Regions from separate parts of the Mus musculus genome. Here regions 1 and 3 are each linked to region 2. Evidence: chromatin contacts called from public HiChIP or PLAC-seq data. All regions are on one chromosome and are shown on one strand. The core of a region is the stretch at or near the end of the contact, and the rest is flanking DNA. Distances in the headings are between cores, read along the strand shown.

Region 1 (3,452 bases), core at 671-3,170, 230 kb before region 2:
TTCCCAATTTATTTTTCATCTTTTTAATTTACAACTAAACTCTTTTTTTTAAAAATGGAAGCCAGGTGGTAGTGGCACATGTCTTTTTTTTAAAAAAGATTTATTTATTATTATACATAAGTACACTGTAGTTGTCTTCAGACACATGAGAAGAGGGCATCAGATCTCATTATGGATGGTTGTGAGCCACCACGTGGTTGCTGGGATTTGAACTCATGACCTTCGGAAGAGCAGTCAGTGCTCTTACCTGCTGAGCCATCTCACCAGCCCTAAACTCTTTTTTTAATTAGATAGAAAATTTCATTTTTTTCTCTCTTGCTTTTGAAGCAGGTCATGTAGGCCAGGTTATCTTAAAACCCACTCTGTATACGTGAAGCTGGCATTAAACCCCTGATCCTCCATGTCAGCCTCTCATGGCCTAGGTTTCAGGTGTGGCCACCAGGCCTGACTGAATTTCAAAATGCTATATAATCAAATTTATACGTGTTTTAAATTTACAAATATTAGGCTCTGATTTTCTTGATACATTTAAAGATTTTTCTTTTCTTTTGCAGTTTCTAGTTTGATTTAATTTTTTTAGATTTATTCTAGAATTTTCTAAAAAGACTGAATTATATCTTATTTACTCATTGGGTTGTGGGTGGTGGTGCATTGGTGGTGTGGTGTGGATTTGGACGTTAGAGGACAATTGAGAGCAAACAGTGATCCACATGGTCCTGGGATTTAGCTCACCAGCCTTTGTCTTTTTTTGAGAATGAGCCTCACTATACATAAGGAAGAGCTCCTTGCCTGGCCTGGAACTCTGTGTAGACCTGGTTGACCTGGTTGATCCCAGGTGCTGGGGTCAAGGGCGTGAACCTTTGTACCCAGTGAAGTGTTTAATTGACTTATTTAAAATCCCATTAGAGGGTCTGTCTACACACACTCTACAGAAGGGCAGTGCTCTTCCTGAGTCCTTCAGTCCCTTGCCATTTTTAAAAATATTTTTTATTTGTTATCTTTTGGCAAATTATATCTTTAGAATTATGGTATAGAATACTTCATTGGTAGCCAGGGTACAAAGCCCCTATGTTTAATGGTTTGTACACACACACAGACACACACACACACACCCCAACACTCCCTTGTGAAGAGTGTAGCCCCTGTCTTCAGAGTTGACAAGCTTGAGGTGTGTGTGGGGGGGTGGGGTGTCACTGTGGTGGCAGGTGGTGGAGTTGTCATCTGCCCTCTCCTTCCCAGGCTGTGAACCAGGTCTCTGTGTAGCTCTCCTGTGTGGCGCCCACCTGTCAGTAGCCAGGCAGGCAGCTTCCCTGGGTCACAGTGCTTCTGTTCAGGCCTCCCTTTGGTCGCAGCTTACTGCATCATACAGAGCCTGCTCCATTCCCTCACTTCATGTCAAGACATACCTGTTGGTCCCAAATCACCCCAGTACACTGTCAAAGTATGGGAAGAGAGAGTCGCGGTCACAGAACTCTCATTTGGGTTGTGTTATAACTGCTGTATTTTGACCTAAGTTACTAATATCTTACTATGGTTAATTTATAAATAATCTCACACACTCACACTTAGAGCAAAAATGGAAACTTCATCTTGAATGTAGGATTCAGTGCTGTGTTTCAGATCCCGCAGAGCTGTTCTTTTTCAACTGCTCTGCTAATTTGACCTTTGCTAACTCCACCTCCATCCCTCTTGGGGGTTGGGGGGGCTGACTGTGGCAGTTTCCCATTGTTCTCATCCTCCTGCTTCCCACTAGGAGACAATACCAACGGAAGCTCTCCTCTCTTCCCTTTTTCCAGGTGAAACCAGTGGGAACGAGAGCGATGCCGAGTACCTGCCAAAGAGTGAGTGAGTCAGCAAGCTGCTCCCTTCGTGATCCTGGGCGGGTGGAGCAGCGCCTGCCTTTGTGATTTAAGAGTGGTTTTCCCCATGGGAGTTCACGGTGTAGGCCATTGCTTCATTCTCAGACCCTGTTGAGATTTGCGGAGCTAAACAGTACATTCAGCTGTTTGACAACATGACAAATCTCCCCTAGTAGAGTGAGGTAAACCAGGATGGTTCTGAGGACGAGTTCTGGAGGGCGCAGGCCGGCACCACATGTCCGGGCGTGTGCACATGCCAGAAGAGTGTGTGAATGATCCGCATTGGCAAGCACTTAGCCTGACATGGCTGATTTCTCTCTAGTAACTCAGGCGCAATTATTAAGTGCATTTTCCATCTGTCGTTAAGAAATGAGATAGATATTTACATAGCGCTACTTCTGTTCCAGGCTATAGGGCTCCTGTTAGGTACAGAATCTTCGCATTTCTGGCTCTTGTTTGTACAAGCCCTTAATGTGCTCTGCATCTTCATGAGACAAATTGTCATAGCAGGTTTCGTTTTGTTTCTTGTTTAATTGGCTGACGCACAGCACCACAAAGAGCAGTCACAAGGTATCAAAGCCGGGCCAGCTCTGACACCCTGATCTCATGAGTAACAGCCTTGTGCTCCCCGATGGCCTAATCTGCTCCAGGTGTTAGATTTTGTAGCCTGACTAAAGATGAAACTAGGAGCATCGTCATGGGCTTCAGCATTGATGTGGAAGGATGACTAATTTATTGCAGTTGCTAATGAGAAGCAGAAACCGATGTGTCTTGACTTGAACTCAGCCCTTTGGAGGGTCAGCACACTTTTTCCTAGAACATCCAGTAAACTGGGTGGTTTCTAGGGAACCATTCCTGGTTGTATGTTTAAAGAGTTCTTAATATTTGATCCACAACGTAACATATTTAGTGGCAAAAGCCATTGTACCTGGCGAGGGGGGTAACAGTCTCGGTGTGGCTGAAAGCCATCGTACCTGGCGAGGGGGTAACAACGTCGGCGTGGTTGTGATGGCTATTCATTCTTCTGATGCTGAACATTCTTTCACATACTTTTGCCATGCAGAGTTCTTGGCTTGACAGTGTCTGTTCGGTCTGTCGCCTGCTTGCTGATTGAGCTGTTGTCCGTTCTGTTCTCCTGTGTTCTAGGAATCGCTCTCCTGTCAGATGGGTGTACGGCGGAGGTTCCTTCCTCTTCCTACCTCTCTCCACTTTTCCATAAGCTTTCTAATGTCCTTCGGTCCCTTTAGCCGTTCTTGCTCTTACTTTTGAGCTATCCATGTTCTATTCAAAAGTCATTATCTGGGCTGGCGAGATGGCTTAGAGCATAAGAGCACTGACTGCTCTTCTAAAGGTCCTGAGTTCAAATTTCAGCAACCACAAGGTGGCTCACAACCATCTATAATTCGATTTGATGCCCTCTTCTGGTCTGTCTGAAAATAGCTACAGTGTACTCACACAAAATAAATAAATCTTAAAAAAAAATAAATAAAAAGAACTAGGAAGTTTCAGCTTCTGGCTTTATTGCTATTCCAGAGGTCTATATGCTTAGTTTTTAAAAATTATTTGAGATTTGTTTTCTATCAAAGTGGGCAT
Region 2 (3,919 bases), core at 1,399-3,898:
TGTAACTAAAGGGTCACGTGGCTGCAGGACAAGACTGGGAGGTGTCTGAGGGGTCTCAGGAAGCTGCAATGTAAAGGAAACAAACTGGAGGGGCTGAGGCTGTCGGACAGGGCAGAGGATGATAAGAGAATTCTGAGTTTGCAGAACAGAGCAGAGATAACTTCATGACAAGCCCTTTGCTTAGGAGTGAGCTAGAGGCTTGGCTGGTTCGGAAGGAGAGCCACTGTTCCTGGGTCTGGTTCCAGGGCTTGGGGTGTTTGAGTCCTGAGTTAGACTGTGAGCCTCTGCTTGGTGACAAATCACATCTTGACAGACTTAGATCTGGGAAAAAACAAAAAACAAAACATTTTTTTTTTTTTTTGTTACTGAGGCTCTCCCAAAAGGCCTTATATAAACTAGGCAAGTCCTTCCCCAGGGAGCAGCACCCGATTACCCACTGTTGCACATCTTTTTTTTGTTTGTTTGTTTGTTTGGTTTTTCGAGACAGGGTTTCTCTGTGTAGCCCTGGCTGTCCTGGAGCTCACTTTGAAGACTAGGCTGGCCTCGAACTCAGAAATCCACCTGCCTCTGCCTCCCGAGTGCTGGGATTAAAGGCATGCGCCACCATGCCCGGCTCTGTTGCACATCTTTACTGACTTTATTTGTGATTCTAGAACTGAGCAGCTGCCTAGAGCAAAGAGCCTCACTCTGATGGGCAAACTGTCTCCTCCCCAAACCTCTCTCCAGGGTCTTACAGTGTCTTAGTTGGTGTTTACTGCTGTAAACAGACACAATCACCAAGGCAACTCTCTCTTTTTTTTTTTTTTCGAGACAGGGTTTCTCTGTATAGCCCTGGCTGTCCTGGAACTCACTTTGTAGACCAAGCTGGCCTCGAACTCAGAAATTCACCTGCCTCTGCCTCCCCAGTGCTAGGATTAAAGGCGTGCACCACCACGTCTGGCTTTTTTTTTTTTTTTTCCAATGCAAGTCTCATAAAGGACAACATTTAATTGGGTTCAGTCCATTATCATCAAGGCAGGAGCATGGCAGCATCCAAGCAGGCATGGTGCAGACAGAGCTGAGAGTTCTACATCTTCATCTGAAGGCTGCTAGCAGAATACTGGCTTCCACACCCACAGTGACACACCTACTCCAACAGGATCACACCTAATAGTGCCATTCCCTGGGCCATGCATATACAAACCATCACACACAGGCTAGGCCAGCCCCAGAATGGCAGGTTATATTTATAGCCAGAGAACAGGAAGTGAGTTGCAAATGTGAAATCCAGGACCCTGAGACAGCTAGATTAGTAACAGCTGGAGAGTTCCTTTTTTGAACAAGGTTTGAACAGTTGGCTGCTTTTGATTGGCTGAGAGTCTATGACCTATCACAGGAATGTGTTGTACTCTGTTCTCACAAGTTAGGTTACACCTCACTGTGTTCAGAGAACCAGGAAGCAAATTTAACAGTTTCTTGCAACATCTCAAGATCAGTAGCTTAAGGGATGCCTTTACTACTAACATCTCAGATCTGAGACCAGCCACACTCAGAACGGGAACCACATATGCAAAGGCTTGTGCCTCATTCATTCATTTACATATATATATATATGTGTGTGTGTTTGTATATGTATATATATATGTGTGTGTGTGTGTATGTATGTATGTATGTATGTGTATATATATGTAAATTCTTCCCATAGCCCTTTGCAAACATTTACAGTGTAGTAGAAATAACCATGTCAACAGCCAACTCTGGTGACAGTATTGTTTGTGCTGGAAATCTGACCTAGACAGGAGACTGAAGAATATGTGTGTGTGTGTGTGTGTGTATGTATGTGTGTGTTTATGTGTGTGTGTGTATGTGTGTATATCTGTGTGTATGTATCTGTGTGTATGTGTGTGTGTATCTGTGTGTATGTGTGTGTGTGTGTGTGTGTGTGTGTGTGTGTGTGTGTGTGTGTCTGCCATAGAAACCTAGAAGCTGCTGTTGCTGAAGGCACTGGTCTCATACATACTTGGACCCTTGGATGTCTCATGGGTAACTAAAAGCAAAATAAAAAGCCTAGCAAGACATGGAGACGGCACAGTGGCTAGAGGGGCTTGCCTTGCAAGGCTAGCAACCTGAGTTCTATCTCAGGAAGCCGTGTAAAGATAGAGGGAGGGAACTGACCCTCAGGTATCCGCTGACCTTGACATGCGTAGTCCACTTCCCCCAATAACTAAAAAAATAAGACTTCTGGCATCTCTATTTCCATTTTGTACCTTGTCTACCCTACTGCCTCTTTTTGGAGGTTCTAGTAGGAGAGTGAAGTCACCTTGTATACCTTTATCAATGAACACAATGGATTTGAATCCTGATGGTTGCAAAGCGACCGTAAACACAGGGAACACACACACACACACACACACACACACACACACACACACACACACGGAATGGAATTTATCACCTGCAGCAGGTGAGGAGAGCAAGGGCGTCATTTTTCAAAGCAACACTCTCCCTGAACAAAGATAGAATGTGGTTTCATTCAGGGTGGCTATTCATATAGGGGTTAGCCCATTCCTAAGCAGGCTCTTTTAGGGACAGGAATGCCTCTATGCTTGCTCAATTTGCACCATAAAGTTTCAACTGACAAAGGAGAGGAGTGGCCCCTGACTGTGCCTGCCTTGCACAATGGCTCCCCAGTGTTGGGAAAGAAATATGAGGAGGAGTGAGGCAGGAAGGGGAGCCATTTCCAGGCAGCTAGATCAGACCCATCAACCCTGACAGTCACTGGGTGACAGTATCACCGCAGATGGCCCTTACAGCCTTTACCTCCATCCGTCCTGCACACAGCATGCTAACCATCTAAGGCTCATATGTATTAGAGCTAGCACATACCTTCAGGGCTTCAAGGCTCATGACAGAAGTAACTAAGATGTTTTCAAAGGGCCAGGAACAGCAAGCCAATCAGTAGATGGGATGTCAAAGTTGTTCTGCACTCCCCTCAATCAGGATCAATCGTCCCACGATGAACACTGGCTTGTTCCTTCCAGCAATAACAACTTCCCTGGTGTCAGAGCCAGACCTCAGATCACCATTAGTCAGGCCAGGGTATGAACAGTGCTTAAATGCATGCTCCTGGCCTCTTCCCCCATCATCCTGAGACTCTTCCCAGCATCCCTAAAGACAAACTAAGGATGCATTGGTGTGTGCTTCCTGAAGCAGCCCCAAGGAGTAGATTCCTTCCCTCCTTCCCACCCCCTGCCCAGATTCTTCTGGGAGTCATTTTTGAGGCGGGTGGTCAGACCTAGACATTTCCCAAAGTCAGCCTCCACTCCCTCTTTGGCCTAGGACTCATTAACTGGGCAAGGTGAATCTCTATTAGGAAAACAACCTGACAGGATGGGAGGAAAAGTCCAGAAGCCACCCCCAGCAGTGCTCAGGGTGGGCCCTTGCCTCTTCAAGGCAGCCCAAAGGTGACTGGATTGGTTCTAAAGACAGAAACTCAGGCTGGTGAGATGGCTCAGTGGGTAAGAGCACCCGACTGCTCTTCCGAAGGTCTGGAGTTCAAATCCCAGCAACCACATGGTGGCTCACAACCATCTGTAACAAGATCTGACGCCCTCTTCTGGAGTGTCTGAAGACAGCTACAGTATACTTACATATAATAAATAAATAAATCTTAAAAGACAGAAACTCTTAGGTTACCTGGTATGACCCCAAGCTTGTGCCTTGTATACTCTCTGAGCAGACTGATGACAGGCACTGATTGGAAGGAGGAGTGAGGTGACTAGAGAGAGAAACAAGATGTCATTTCCTAAGCAGGCCAGGGAAGGGGTACCAAGGGTCATAGGGCTATTCCTAAAGACCCCTTCTTTTCAAATATATCAAATGCCGTGGCAACTCAGCCCTGGGACACACTCTGGGTGTGGGTGTGGGCTTTGCTGCCTTG
Region 3 (3,450 bases), core at 49-2,548, 170 kb before region 2:
CTTCCAAGATATAGTTCACACCAGTTCATTGTTTTCTTTTGACTGGTGTGCATGATGATGAACGCCTAACGGACTGTGGCTGCTCCTCTACAGAGATCTCACTAGACGGACATGTCTTGCCAAAGGGGCATTAGATCTTAGATGCCACACTCTTATTGGGGATGAGGCTACAAAGTGTTAGGAGGTCCCAGCAAGCACAAGGACCCTGGACTTGATTTCCAGCACTAAGCAACCAAGCACACAAGCACATAACCAACCATCAGCAAGAAAGATCTTGATGTCAAAATTTACTGAGGAATGTTGCTGTAAATGAACCATAAAAATTTTTCAACAGTTAAATTGTTAAGTAGCAAGATGAAAAGTTACATGAAAATTGTAATTGTTATGTGATTCGTTCCCCAGGAGACAAACTCTGAGGTGGAAATACAAATGCAGGAAGCTTATTGTTAGAGAGTATAAGAACCGAGGAGGTAGGGCTGAGCAGAAGCTAATCTGAGCTGTACGGTGGGAAGGCCCTGTACAGTGGCCCTGTGCGGTTCCTTCATGTAGCCCTGGAGCTGGGATGATGCTCTGGAGCCCCAAGAGGCTCTTCCCTATGTAATCCAGACATTCTTTTCCCTCCTCCTCCTCCTCCTCCTCCTCCTCCTCCTCCTCCTCCTCCTCCTCCTCCTCCTCTTCTCTCTGCAGGTGCAAGCCTTTTCTTTCTCTTCCTCTGGCCCTCATGGCGACTCCTCTGGCTTAATCCTTGGGGCCAGGGAATTTGTCCATGTGCAGCTTCCCAATAAACCTACCTTCAGTATAATCTGGTTTGAATTGGCTCATCTCACTGGTGGCCGAGAAATAACCTATCAATAACCAGCTCCCATAAGTTGTCTTCTGACCTCTACACACTTCCTCTAATATATATTGGACATGCATATCTAAAAATAGTTGTGGTGTAGTAGCCATGCGTATTGGCAGGAAGGAAACAAGCTCTGTGAGGTAAAAATGGAAGTCAAGCCCCTACTGGGGGGAAAACTTCTGACCAAGCCTCCTTTGTTGTTGTTTTCCCAAGATAGAGTTTCCCAGTGTAACAGCCATGGCTGTCCTGGAACTCACTTTGTAGACCCGGCTGGTTCGAACTCACAGAGGTCCTTTGTCTTCTGAGTGCTGGGATTAAAGACAGTTTTCTTGCGTATTTAAACACAATGGAACTTTTGAAATTATCACAATAAAACTTCAGGCTGGGCTACAAGCAAACTCCCCTGCTAAGCCCATCCGGTTTGCTCTTACCTGTGACCTTACCATAAGAATGGGTTCTATTGACTAGCTCCAGGGAGGAAGGATTTGTCATGAACAAAAGGTTCTATTGACTGAGAGGATTGCTCGGCTTTTGGGGGGTGGGGGGTGGGGATTCAGGTAAAGGCTGGCTTCATAGACTAGTAAAAGATCTCCAGGTATTAGCACGGCCATTCAGAGGCTTTTGGGTGGAAAAAGAGGCCTGTGTTTAACAGTTCTGATTTCTCCAGTGCTTATCTGTGAACTGTGCTCTATAGGGTATGGTAGCAAACATCTTTAATCCCAGTATCTGGGAGGCAGAGGCAATGAGATCTCTGTAAAATCAAGGCCAGCCTGGTCTAATGAGTGAACTCCTGCACAGCCAGGACTTTGTCTCAAGAAGGAAAAAAAAAAAAAAAAAAAAGTGTAGCTGAGTGTCTGTAATCTTTGAGTTTGAGACAGGAAGGCAAGGAGATCAAGAGTTCAAGGCCAGCTCAGGCTATATGAGACCCTGTTTGTCTAAAAGCAAAGCAAAAACAAAACAAAATCTATGACAGGCATGTTGCTCAGCGATTGAGCATTGCTTGGCATACACAAGGCCCTGGACTCAGTCACCAACACTGTAGAACGATATCATCCAGGAATGGTGGTACTTTCCTGTAATCCCAGCACTGGGGAAGGAGTCAGCCTCCTTGAGTACTCTCAAGTCAAGGCCAGCCTGGGCTTCAGAATGAGATATTTTCCCCCTAAATATCTTCATCCAATAATAATAATAAAACTGAAAGTATATTCCATATATATTCCATAGCTGAGCAGAAGATGTGATCAGCATATGAAAGGCTCATCCCTAGGACCAACAAACACACGAATAAAAAAAAGTGTGTCCTATGGCATATTATCTGGCCAAAGGGTCTCTAATAGTTCTCCATTCTCTGGCTTACTGGATAGACAGGCTTTATCTTGCCTATCTAAAACCTGACTTCTCACGAGTTCCCAGCAAAGGCCATCCAGTTCAGTCAGTAAGTAAAAGCAGACCTTTGCCTATGCCTTCACTCCCCTGCTCTGTCACCTCATCCCACAGCCATTTTCTCCATGGAGCATGGTAGGCTCACTGTTCAGTACTCTGCCTCCTCCTCTGGATTTGCAACCCACTCATTTGTTCCCTCTGTGTGTGTGTACCTGTGTACATGCATGTGTGCGTAGCCTGTGCATGTGTACGTGCTGTGTTTGTGTTTGCTTGTGTGTGGGTGTACACATGAGTCAGTCTAGACTCCTAGAGAAGAGCTTGTGCCCTGTGTGTTATGGCATCTATCACATGAACGAGCACAGGTTAAAATTTGAATAGACTGAGATGCTCAGAGACAAAGAGTACTTCAGAGACCTTTTAGTTCAGCCAACTTTTACAGTTGATCTAACAGAGACTCAGCCATCTTAAGTGGTGATCTTCCTGTGAGCTGCCATGGCTTTGTACATCCTGTGCAGTGTTGATTGCTCTCTAGCGTGTTTTAATGCTCTTCCCACTTGTTCTACCAGTCTATGGGCTTTTATAGGCCACTTCTCATTGACTGGCTTCTTGAGTGGTGTGGTTCCCTAAAGCTCTGTCTTGGGTCAGCTAATCTGCCATCCATTCCCGCAGTGTCAATGACACACTGTATCCTTTGTTCAGTCACGACAGGTGACACTTCCACCTGAATGTCCTGCAGATTCTCAGATTCAGTTATTGTCTTTGACCCCTCTCTCATCCATTTCTAGCCAAGTGGTCACTAGGTAACATTCACTTACTTCAAACATGCCACAAGATCCCCTTTTTGTACCCACTGCTGCTTGTTGTGAGTTCAGAACTCATCTCATAATGACAGACATAGCTTCTACCCTCTACACTGTGGAGAGCCTTTGGGTGCTGCTTGGCGGGAATCTGACGTTGGTCAAGGACAAGGAAATGGGCTTCAGGCAGAAATCTTAATCTTGGGGTGGAACAAAAGAAGTAGGCAAGAATTGGATTTGGGGCTTGGACAAGGAAGTAGACTCAGGTATTTTGGTCATCTGACGAGTCCTTGGAAACATCTATCACAGGAGTAATCACAAGAATTTGCTTACTGCCTTGCTAGTTCCTTACTGTACTGCTCGCCCTTAATACTTGCATGTAATTAAAATGGTATAAAAGCAGATTGGGAAACATCAACCTGCCTTCAG

What was found. HiChIP or PLAC-seq counts read pairs in DNA pulled down with a chosen protein or histone mark.
Region 1: a contact with region 2 is called in an H3K27ac HiChIP or PLAC-seq map of embryonic stem cells, with 7 read pairs. The contact joins two enhancer-like sites. A contact is called at or near these places in 4 of 115 datasets of contacts at active chromatin or transcription factors (embryonic stem cells and extraembryonic endoderm stem cells) and 1 of 9 other capture datasets (liver).
Region 3: a contact with region 2 is called in an H3K27ac HiChIP or PLAC-seq map of embryonic stem cells, with 19 read pairs. The contact joins two enhancer-like sites. A contact is called at or near these places in 3 of 15 datasets of contacts at CTCF or cohesin (CD8 T cells, the NIH/3T3 cell line and embryonic stem cells), 41 of 484 Hi-C or Micro-C datasets (the C3H10T1/2 cell line, the G1E-ER4 cell line, the MPC-11 cell line and 23 more), 20 of 115 datasets of contacts at active chromatin or transcription factors (T-cell acute lymphoblastic leukemia, effector CD8 T cells, embryonic stem cells and 5 more) and 1 of 9 other capture datasets (embryonic stem cells).

The regions. Positions count from the first base shown.
Region 1 is chr3:103,144,716-103,148,167 of GRCm38.p6, forward strand. It overlaps Dennd2c (DENN/MADD domain containing 2C), which reads left to right. Exons shown (of 19, transcript NM_001384113.1): 7 at 1,797-1,841. Among named protein-coding and RNA genes, the nearest start is that of Bcas2, 25 kb to the right of the region's middle. Within about 2 kb of position 1,921, at least 51 of the 459 cell types and tissues checked have an H3K27ac peak or open chromatin away from gene starts, as enhancers often do. A contact at or near this core is called in embryonic stem cells, where this site is marked.
Region 2 is chr3:103,376,938-103,380,856 of GRCm38.p6, forward strand. No RefSeq gene overlaps it. Among named protein-coding and RNA genes, the nearest start is that of Gm25869, 49 kb to the right of the region's middle. Within about 2 kb of position 2,649, at least 135 of the 459 cell types and tissues checked have an H3K27ac peak or open chromatin away from gene starts, as enhancers often do. A contact at or near this core is called in bone marrow-derived macrophages, differentiating embryonic stem cells, embryonic stem cells and 2 more, where this site is marked.
Region 3 is chr3:103,206,738-103,210,187 of GRCm38.p6, forward strand. No RefSeq gene overlaps it. Among named protein-coding and RNA genes, the nearest start is that of Gm40113, 12 kb to the left of the region's middle. Within about 2 kb of position 1,299, at least 32 of the 459 cell types and tissues checked have an H3K27ac peak or open chromatin away from gene starts, as enhancers often do. A contact at or near this core is called in bone marrow-derived macrophages, differentiating embryonic stem cells, embryonic stem cells and 2 more, where this site is marked.